2 separate regions of the Triticum aestivum genome follow, and region 1 is linked to region 2. A link is a contact called in public Hi-C data. All regions are on one chromosome and are shown on one strand. The core of a region is the stretch at or near the end of the contact, and the rest is flanking DNA. Distances in the headings are between cores, read along the strand shown. Region 1 holds the start of LOC123091716 (probable staphylococcal-like nuclease CAN2). Region 2 holds the start of LOC123091714.

Evidence for each region. A called contact is a pair of places that touch in the nucleus more often than the background predicts.
Region 1: a contact with region 2 is called in a Hi-C map of leaf, with 6 times the contacts expected there. The contact joins the promoter of LOC123091716 here to the promoter of LOC123091714 in region 2. A contact is called at or near these places in 2 of 5 Hi-C or Micro-C datasets (both in leaf).

What each region holds. Positions count from the first base shown.
Region 1 is chr4B:184,749,690-184,754,705 of IWGSC CS RefSeq v2.1, forward strand. It overlaps LOC123091716 (probable staphylococcal-like nuclease CAN2), which reads left to right and starts at 1,390. Exons shown (of 9, transcript XM_044513320.1): 1 at 1,390-1,730; 2 at 2,361-2,416; 3 at 3,223-3,337; 4 at 3,666-3,776; 5 at 3,897-4,084; 6 at 4,589-4,645; 7 at 4,736-4,895; 8 at 4,987-5,016. The coding sequence starts at 1,560. LOC123091719 (aquaporin SIP1-1) reads left to right here. Exons shown (of 3, transcript XM_044513323.1): 3 at 345-654. The coding sequence ends at 500.
Region 2 is chr4B:184,365,791-184,370,465 of IWGSC CS RefSeq v2.1, forward strand. It overlaps LOC123091714, which reads right to left and starts at 2,234. Exons shown (of 4, transcript XR_006443436.1): 1 at 1,510-2,234; 2 at 1-12.

The sequences.
Region 1 (5,016 bases), core at 140-2,639, 380 kb after region 2:
GGAGTAGAAGAGAAATGTTCAGTAGTTAATGTTCACTGGATTGCATTTTACTGGTAACAGGAACAAGTCTTTATGATGCCATGGGGAAGTTTGCTATTGTGTGCTTCTTTCAATTTGTTACTCAGGGAAAAGTTATCTTATGCACCTCCAAGACTTGGCAGATGTCAGATCTTAACAGTGGACTGGACGATGCTTTAGTACTGAAATATATTTATGCTGCTATATGCCATTGCTCATCTAACAGACTAATATATATAATCTGATGTGATTAGTTAAGTTGATGCTCACTTGGAATTCTTCACATGGTTTCCTGTTAACTGATTCCGTCGAACTACCATGTACAGGCCTTTGGTTGGGCGTATGTTAACAATCTGCACAACACCTGGGAGCAGCTGTACGTGTACTGGATATGCCCCTTCATCGGTGCCATTCTCGCTGCGTGGACCTTCAGGGCCGTGTTCCCGCCACCGGCCCCTAAGCCCAAGACCAAGAAAGCATGATGAACTCAAGCACAAACTTTGACTTAGCAATTGGGGGACCTGAAGAAGGGAACATGGTTTGCTAGGGAATAATTTGGAAGGCCTGTATTTAATCCCCTCAACATTACATCGATGTTTAACTTAAAAGTGATAATTTATCAGTCATTCATGTTTACCATGTGCTTTATATTTATCTTTTTTTAGAGTTTGTAAAATTGATTTTATAGAGCGGTTATTAGATAAAGAGGTGATAGGCGGGAAATAATTCATGCAAATGCTGAGCTTGGTTTATTTTGAGGACCTTTTTTCTCTAGAGGCGGACCTGAGTTGGATCATGATTCATGACAAGGAAGTGAACCTGCCATGCCTCTCAAAACTCGAAAGCGATCGTTGCTGATGATTTGGCATACTCTATTTACCCAAAAGACAATTTTTGCTTTTGTTTTGCTGTCAAATTGAGCTCCGCGTATCCTGATTTGCTTTACAATTCAACTTTATTGTTCTGGTCACCGCAAAAGAAAAGAAAAAATTCATTGTTTTGGGTCCAAGGTGTAGAAGCATTGATGGAAAAGAAGGCGAAAAACATCAAATTTGATAATTCCAAATCCTCTAAAATCGTGAGCAAGAACAAACATGGAGAAATTCCGTCTGACGGAATGGAACCTTTTTGAGGGAATATTTGGAAATCTTGGGCTATGACTTGGCAAAAAGAAATTTTGATAATTTCTTCAGCATGGGGAATATCTAAAAAGCAATGAAACCGGTACTGGTTTTATTCAACCGGTAAACCCAAGTCAATGTTTTGTTCTTGTTTATTTATTGGCTCTCTGAACGAAGGTCTGGTCTCCTGCTGCAAGTCTAGTCTACTCTCCTCTGTTTTTTCTTTTCCAGCAGCGAGCGGGTTGGGCAGACCCCACCGTCACATCACATCACACTTCACTCTTTTCCTTCCTTTACTCTTCGCTACGCTCCATGGGCTAGAATCTCTCTCTCTCTCTGCCATCATCACACTTGACATTTTGACAAGAGAGAAGAGAAGCAGCAGAGAGCTAGAGCTAGAAGACGGAGGAGGAGGAATCCATGGGGAACATCCTGAAGTGCTTCAGGGGAGACGACGAAGAAGAAGAAGACCACTACCCCTACTACCGTCCAGGCTCCAGGCCCCACTACCCCCAGCAGCAGCAGCAAGCTGATGGCCATGGCGTCGCCTCCCTGGCGCACGACCTCCTCAACTTTGAGAGCGCGTCCATGGTAACTGGAACCCTACCCACCACTCTCCGTGTTCATCTTGTTCATGCAAATGCCTTGTCAAGTCAGATTAAGTCTCCCTCGCCACTCAAGTACAGTACTATGTGTTTCAGCTTTCAGCTTTCAGCTTGAACTTTACTGTATTACAAGTCTTCATGCAATGGTCACAGATTATGCAGATTCATAACGATGAGGATACATTTCTTTTCTTTTCATTGGCGTGCTTTTTCTGTGCATGTGTAAATTGGGATGAGAATCACCTTTTCTGTCTAGTTTTCTAGTACGATTTGAAGCTTCTTCCTTCATAGAAATGGGATGAAGATAAACATCTGCACTCCTAGAATCAAAGGTTAAAGCCATAATGGCAACCTTTTCTATGTGGTTTACCCACTTCATACAAATTTCACAAACCAACTTATTTTGTGTCCAACTTTTGGATGAACATGTTCATTAATAATATCGAAATTTAAGCATGCCACATTGCGGCAACTAGCATTTGTATGAAAACTTGCAGATGCTTCACAACTGATAACACATACGACAAGTTTAATCATCCCTTTTGCTCCAATTTATGCCACTTGTTTTCCTATGACGCGACATGTGTGAAGACTAATTTGTTTGTCATATTATTAGGTTCCTGAAGGGCTCAGGCAGCATGTTACGGCGTCCAAGAAAGCACAGATTAAATGGTACGCAGCAGCTCCAAAAGGCCCTCACACTTGATAGTATTTTCCCTCAATTATTAATACATTTGCTTATACCTCTTGTCCATCGAGTTATTGATAGCAAAGTTTGTCTGGTTCCTCTAGGCTGGTATATATTTAAGGCCTATGGCTGTTAACAAAATCAGAAGGACACGCACTGACTTGGATTTTAAGCTGGGTCGTTCTCAGAATGAAAATAAATTGCTTCATAGGACCTACCAAATGCCTTTTTGACTTCTCTTACAAATATAGGGTGATCCATACCTATCTACACATGTGATTTGTAATGATGAGATAGACAAAGCAGAACAAATTACAAGCAGATTGGTGTCTTGGTGAGGTCTACCCAGTTTTCAGCATTGAGAAATCCAAAAGTTTCTTATTAAATCAGCGACAATTAATATGAATAGGAGGGAGTGACTTATTTTCCCCTTTATATGGGTGTAGTTTTGTGAGATTACTCAGACGACTGAGGACGAATTGTTGATAAATTATGATTAGATAAGTGGAAGGGGACATGCAAACTTCATTTTGTCCTTTTTATTCACTGATAACTTTATAAAGTTGTTCTTACTTTGTCCTTAGAAGGTGCGCCGTACGGAGAACACTGTCAATAAGTGATAGTTTGCCACAAAGAAGAATTAGAATAAGGAGGCATTGAAAAAATGTCGAGGAGAGCAAGAAGGGTAGTAGTAATTACCAGAACCTATTAGAAACAGTTAGAATAGTGGTACTAACTTGGATATCCACTGAATAGAACTAATGCAATCTTTTAATCTGCACGAGAACAGGTACCAGAATATGTTGGAGGCATATAAGAATGCGAGAACCCCACCGAGAACACCGGAAGAGGCTGCACAACTAGTTGTATCAGCCCTAAACTGGATCCAGAGTGCTGATTTGGAGGTAACTTGTTTCTTCCTTTTTTTAGATCCTACATAGTTCAGGCGAGCATTGGAATAATGCACTGACTAATACGGACTTGTATGTTTGGACTGTGGAATCTGTAAGCGCAAGTTTGCAAAAAATGTTAAAACTTAAGGTTTACGTTTTTATGCTACTAGTATTTTTTTTTTCTTATAGGAACCAAAACCATAAACCCAGGAAACCCACTGATGTTCGCATTAATATTTGGTTGTTACACATGACTATATATGTTCAGCATTAATATTTTGTTGTTACACATGACTATATATGTTCAACTCAGTCCTCCAGAAACATTTTTTTTCCTAAGGGTATCCTCGAATTCTACAACTTCCCCATCCCATCACTACCTGCAGCATCCTCAAACCACCGTCCATCCTCGCTGCCAGAGGGCGTGCAGTTTGTCTTGAATACTTTGCCGGTCAGATGTGATCATTTATTCTGAAATAGGCTTATCACCAGCATAAAAGTATTGAAAGACTGGTTATGCCGGTCAGCATAAAAGTATTCTCACAGGTCACTGTCTCACTGCTGTTCTCAGGTTAATAACCAAAACATTGGAGATGGCGATGGCTTTACCGCTTATGTTGCCACAACCGATCCGAGGGAGTCTGGCAATGTTCCTATAGAAGTACATGAGATGGTGATTGCGAGGACTGAAGCACGCAATCGTAGGGATTACAAGAGTGCCGATGCACTTCAAAGTAGCCTTAAAGAAGCTGGATACAAGTATTAAAACTGAACCATTAAAGATTTCCGTTCTTAATATCATACTCCAAAAGTAATTTTTTCATAAATGAACACACCATGTTTTTCTTTTCAATATTTAGATTCACTTATACTGGATTCCAAAAGTATTAAAATACTAGATTTTTTTTTGTTTGAACTAAGACACATTCTGAATCCACTTTGTCCATTCAAACTAGTACTAGAATGGTTTTACTACATTATTTGAAGTTTTTCTGTTGTAAAACAGCACGGATACCTATTTTACTACAACAAAAAATTAGCGCAGTCACTGAAAATAAGAAGAAACATATTTATTGTATAATATTTTAAAACCTTCCTGTGATCATTCAATTGGCACTTGTGTGCCAATAGTCTGGAACACAACAGGCTTGTGTCAGTTTTATTTGGCGCTTGCTTTGATCTAATCGTGTGAACGCGCATTCACTTGCTTTACTTTGGAATGGCATGAAAGCATAACTTAGTACTAATATTTTTTATGAACAGGATAATCATCTGTTCAGACGAAGAGATCCTAGCAAGGAAATACCGAATCAGAATGAGGTATTTGTTGCTCAAGATTATACATTATATTCCAGAAATAAAATAATCGAAATACTTATGTGAAGTGTATGATCTTTCATGAGTTAAAAGGGGAATTGACGCACCAGAACTTAAGATGACATATGGAAAGGAATCAAAGAGTGCTTTGGTGAAGCTCATTGGTGGGAAAAGAACCACAATTCATGTGTATGGGCAGGACCAGTTTGATCTCTATGTTGGTGATGTCTATTGCAATGGTGTGTTCATCCAGGTGAAACAAGCACAAATACATGCCTTCGACCAATTTAATTGCTTTAGTTCTGATGAAATTGACTGTGTGTGTATGTGTCTGGGTCCTTCAGGAGAAAATGCTGAAGAATGGTCACGCATGG
Region 2 (4,675 bases), core at 984-3,483:
TGGGGCCATCTCCTGTATGCATTTTTATACTATGTCACTATCACACAAGTGATTCACAAGGTTTAAGTATTTTGATAGCTTTTTTATTTTGAAGGCTAATGCTTTTGTAAATGTTGGGCATGCTGTTTATACAAACCCCACTGGACCAAGTCCAATCATGGTTCAGGCTACCTGTATAGCTTTGCTTTCCTATCATGAACAACCGACGACTTTGTTTTGGGCTATCATGCTAGCATGCCCTGTAACATATATCACTATGTATTAACATGCTACCTAAGTATCTATTTCTTTATACTTTAAGGATCTTATTATCAGTCCTTAAACAAATCTTACGTGCATGATTTGAATGCTTGGTTTGCTGTCGCCCTTTGCACCATCGGCGCAACGGGTGGTTAGCTGCTTTTTTATGTGTGAGAATGTGAGGAATGTTTCTATATGTGCCCACATTTATTTGGTGTGCCTGCTATGTTTCACTTTCACTCTCTTTGTTGAATAAATTGAGAAATTCTTGATTCTTTTCATCTTATTTCTTTACATGAAGGATCCAGATTAAAATCTAATGTGTTATTATTGTTGGCTTAGTTTACACAAATGCATTTTAGATCACCTACTTCTCAGTTCATGCATTTTGGATCCAGAGCCTCCGTTAGGTTTTTGGATGTGCTCTCTTAGGTACATTTTCTTTTCTCTTTCTTTCCTTCCTCTTGGACTGTTATTCTCTGTCTGTATATATTTGCTTCGATTGAAATAAAGGACCATGGGGCTTTTGCTCCACGGTGGATAGTGGAAAAAAAGTAATAGGTATTTGATTTAAACTGCTTGAAGTTAACAAGGACCAAGTAACATACTATGTGCTTGCTCTGTTTGGTCGTGGCATATGAATCTGATTGGATCATCGCAGTTGAATAATTAGAAACCTTGGGAAGGACTATGATGTGTGTTTCTGTTTTAGTTATAGAGACTTGGTCTCGTGTGATGCCTCATAAGGTCGAGGCATGTGTTACAGAGGCTAGGAAGATCATTTTGCTGTTGTTTATTAGATTTTTTGGATAATGCAAAAACACCTATGTACTAATAACCTATATACTGATGTTATACTAACAATAGTTTCCTTCTTTTCCATTGCAGTAAGTAGAAGTTATATTTTTTTCCTGACTATTCCTTTCTTTTCCTAGGCCAACGATTTGCTTTCTGCTCGGATTACACTGCCTGCAGCCTCCTAATTGTAGACTCAACTATCTTGACCTATCGATGATCTAATTTGTGGCATTATTACCTTAAGAAAATATTTGCATTTAATTTTCTGTATATACAGGGGTATAAGTTCTTACCAAATGTACTTAAATATACAGTTATTGAAAAAATGCAAATATTTTCAACACGAACATGCTTTTAAACGGGTCTTTGCGCCATTTGGCGCAACTGGTCATCTAGTATTTCGAAAAAAAACCCAGAGGATGAGCGCGATTTAGCTAAAAAGCGCACGTGCGGGATTTGGCGGGCGCTCACCATGTTGGCTCGGCCCATGACGAGGAAGCAGGCTGAGGGAGGCCCGATGCGGACGGGTGGGTCTGCTGGGCCGCGGGCGAGGCCCACCTGGCGGCACGGTCAACGACGCAGAGGGTTGAGTGGGGCGTGCTCCTCCTCGAAGCAGGACAACGGCGGCGTCCGGCGAGGGCGACACGACGCTGGCAACGGGGAGAGGTCGGCGGGTTCGGGAGCAGGCGGATCTGGCCACGGGAGGTCGGCGGGGCTCCGTTCTCGGCCGGATCCAACCAGAGGCGGAGACGGGCATCCATGGCGGCGCGGTCGGGGAAGACCAAGGCGGTGGCGGCGGTTCCCTGCGAGGACGGGAGGAAGCAAGACCTTGAGTGAGAGGGAGATGGAAGGCGAGGCAGAGGAGGGAAGGAGGAGCAGGGGCGACCGAGCACCCATCTACGGCGAGTTCCGGTCACTGGCGGCGGGGCTCTGGATCGGGAGCTCCTCTCCCGATCTGGAACTCGGGAGCGAGGCATCATGCGGGCAGCGACGCGGTCGGGCCCCGATGGGCTTGCACGGGCCGCGGCGAAGGGAGAGGCAGGGAGGCCACGTGGCAGCACCCGGTTGGAGGAGGGCGGCGGCTGCGGCGTTGCTGGCCGCTCAGGCAGCACCAAGTGTCAGAGGCGGGGTGGATCGGCGTGGATTCCGAGGAGGAAGGCGTATGGAGGTTAGGGGGAACTAGGGTTAGGCTAGGGACGCCCAAAATGGCAAGGGGAGGGGGTTTAAATAGGAAAAGGGGGCTAGGGCCGGGGGTTTTAGTCCGTTTTCGGACCGTACGATCGCCATCGGACGGTCCGGAGCGGAGGGGTAGTGTAGGGGGGCTAGATGGGCTGTGAAGAGGGGTTGGGCTGAGGGGAGAGAGATGAATTGCAGCCCGACAATGGTTTTCGGAGACCGAAAACATCCGACGTTTATACTGGCTATATTGCGGCTGTATGTTTAACGGTTGGGCTATCAAACGGATTCCGAATGTGACGAAATTTGACTGGCGGTCTACATGCACTATAATAAGACCGCACGCCAACTTCCACCCCATTCAGAGAATATTTTTCAGCCACTTATAAAATAATATTTCAGAGCTGCCGCGGGCGCGTGCGTGTGTGTTTGGACTCCGAACGGACAACGGAGAGAACTGGGAGGACCCGAATGGATGCAAGTTTTGAAAAACATGTAGATGAAATGCACATGATGACATGGCAAGATGCAACACGCAAGAGAATGACATGGGAACGACGGCGAAAACTGGATGACACCTGGCGCATCGGTCTCGAGGCATTACAACTCTCCTCCACTAACAGAGGATCTCGTCCCGAGATCTTAGGAACGAGACGGAAGACAAAGAGGATGAGGTGAAGCAAGAGCTCAAAGAGAGAAGATGAACAAGGTCGAGATCACTCGGGTAGAGAAGAGGAACAACGATTATGACGAGAATCAAAATCTCAAGGATTAAGATAGACTCTGAAACCACTCCGGTTAGACAAGGTAGAAAAATAATAAGAACGGAAGAATTTCGGCCTCACTCCGAAAGATTTGAAATAGTGAAATGAAAAGAATGGATAAGAGAAGAACAACTTCCACCACGAATGAATTTGATGGCATCTTAGAAGGAAGGATTGAATGGAGTTGTTGAGAAAATCAACAACAAAAGAATAAGCTTGTTGTGGACTTATGGAAAAACATCTCAAAACTTGAGGTGAAATTATGCCACAACCAAATGCTTGAGTAGCTGAGAAGAAGGAAGAAATGCAAAACTCCACTTCAAAAGAATACGGAGAATTAATTGCACTTCGAGACGCGAGAAGAAAAGATACTTGGACTCCTCCAACAAGAATCTTGATGAACATTTGAAGAATGAATTAAATCCTGATGAACCACCATGACAAACTCCGGTAACAAAAGGATGCTGAGAAAGGAACAAAGGATGAAAAGAATAGGATTAAAGCCTTGCAGTGATTTAGATGGAGGTTCCGACGAGATGGCCGAGGAAACTTGAACTCTGGAAAAGAAAACACGAAAACACGAAAACACTTGGGACTAGAATTTATTCATCATGAACAAACTGCGAAGGAAGGGATTAATCACTTCGAGAAAAGAATAAGATTTATTGTATGCTTATCCTTCATGAAATTAAATTTATGACAAGCAATGGATTTTGCATACTACTTATTCTTATTGGAAAAGGATTAAGGGGGATATGGCACAACCTTGAGGAAGGTCTTCAACGAACCACGAGTAGGATTGGAAAGAATGAATGAATTGATATGACAACAAAGGAAGAGGAATGCTGAACAAACCGCCGTAAGAATTTGGAAAAGAATGAAGAAAATAGGATAAATCATCGGGAAGAATTAGAAGAACAAATATGCTTGAGGGAATACAGAAACCAAAGAACGAAGAGATCACGAGTTGACTAAAGACTACCTGATCAAAGCACCAGAAGAATTGGAGAACGAGAACTGAAAGTTGAGAGTGAAGAATTCTTCTGAAATGGTGGCCTCCGGATGATCGAGAGGGAACTCCTGAAATGCTCCGGATGGGTATGAAAAGAATTGCATGATTGGAAAAAATTTGAGAGGATAGCAAGAAACTAGAACCATGAATCTTCGGGAGAACAGATAAGATTCAGAGGAAAACTCTTCTTCGGTCTTCAAATGTAGAGAATGACGACGAGAAACACCACCAAATTGTTGCGACACTCCGGAAGAATGAAAAGAGTAAAGGTTGATCAAAAAATGAAAATGATTTGAAAGCGATCTTGGAGAAGGCATATGACTGATGGAATCCATTCTTACATCACATTTTGAAAAGAATTTGAGAATAACTCCGGAAGAATTAGAAGTCAGGTAAGATCCTGGGAAAAGACCTGTGGGTTAGGGCCCACTGAAAAGAAATACCGTTGGAAGGGATTGTTGAATGAGAACTGATGCACTGAAACAATAGAAAGACTCGAATGAGGTGACAACCTCGAATTAATTGAAGGCAAACATGAATCTTCTGAGATGTCTTGAGCACTCTGGAAGGATAAACTGGCATGAGGCGAACGAGCAAGGGGAAACATTTGAGCCGAGGGAAAGAATATGATCAACACTGAATACTTGAATTAAGTCCACTGGAAAAGAAAACAAGACGAATCAAT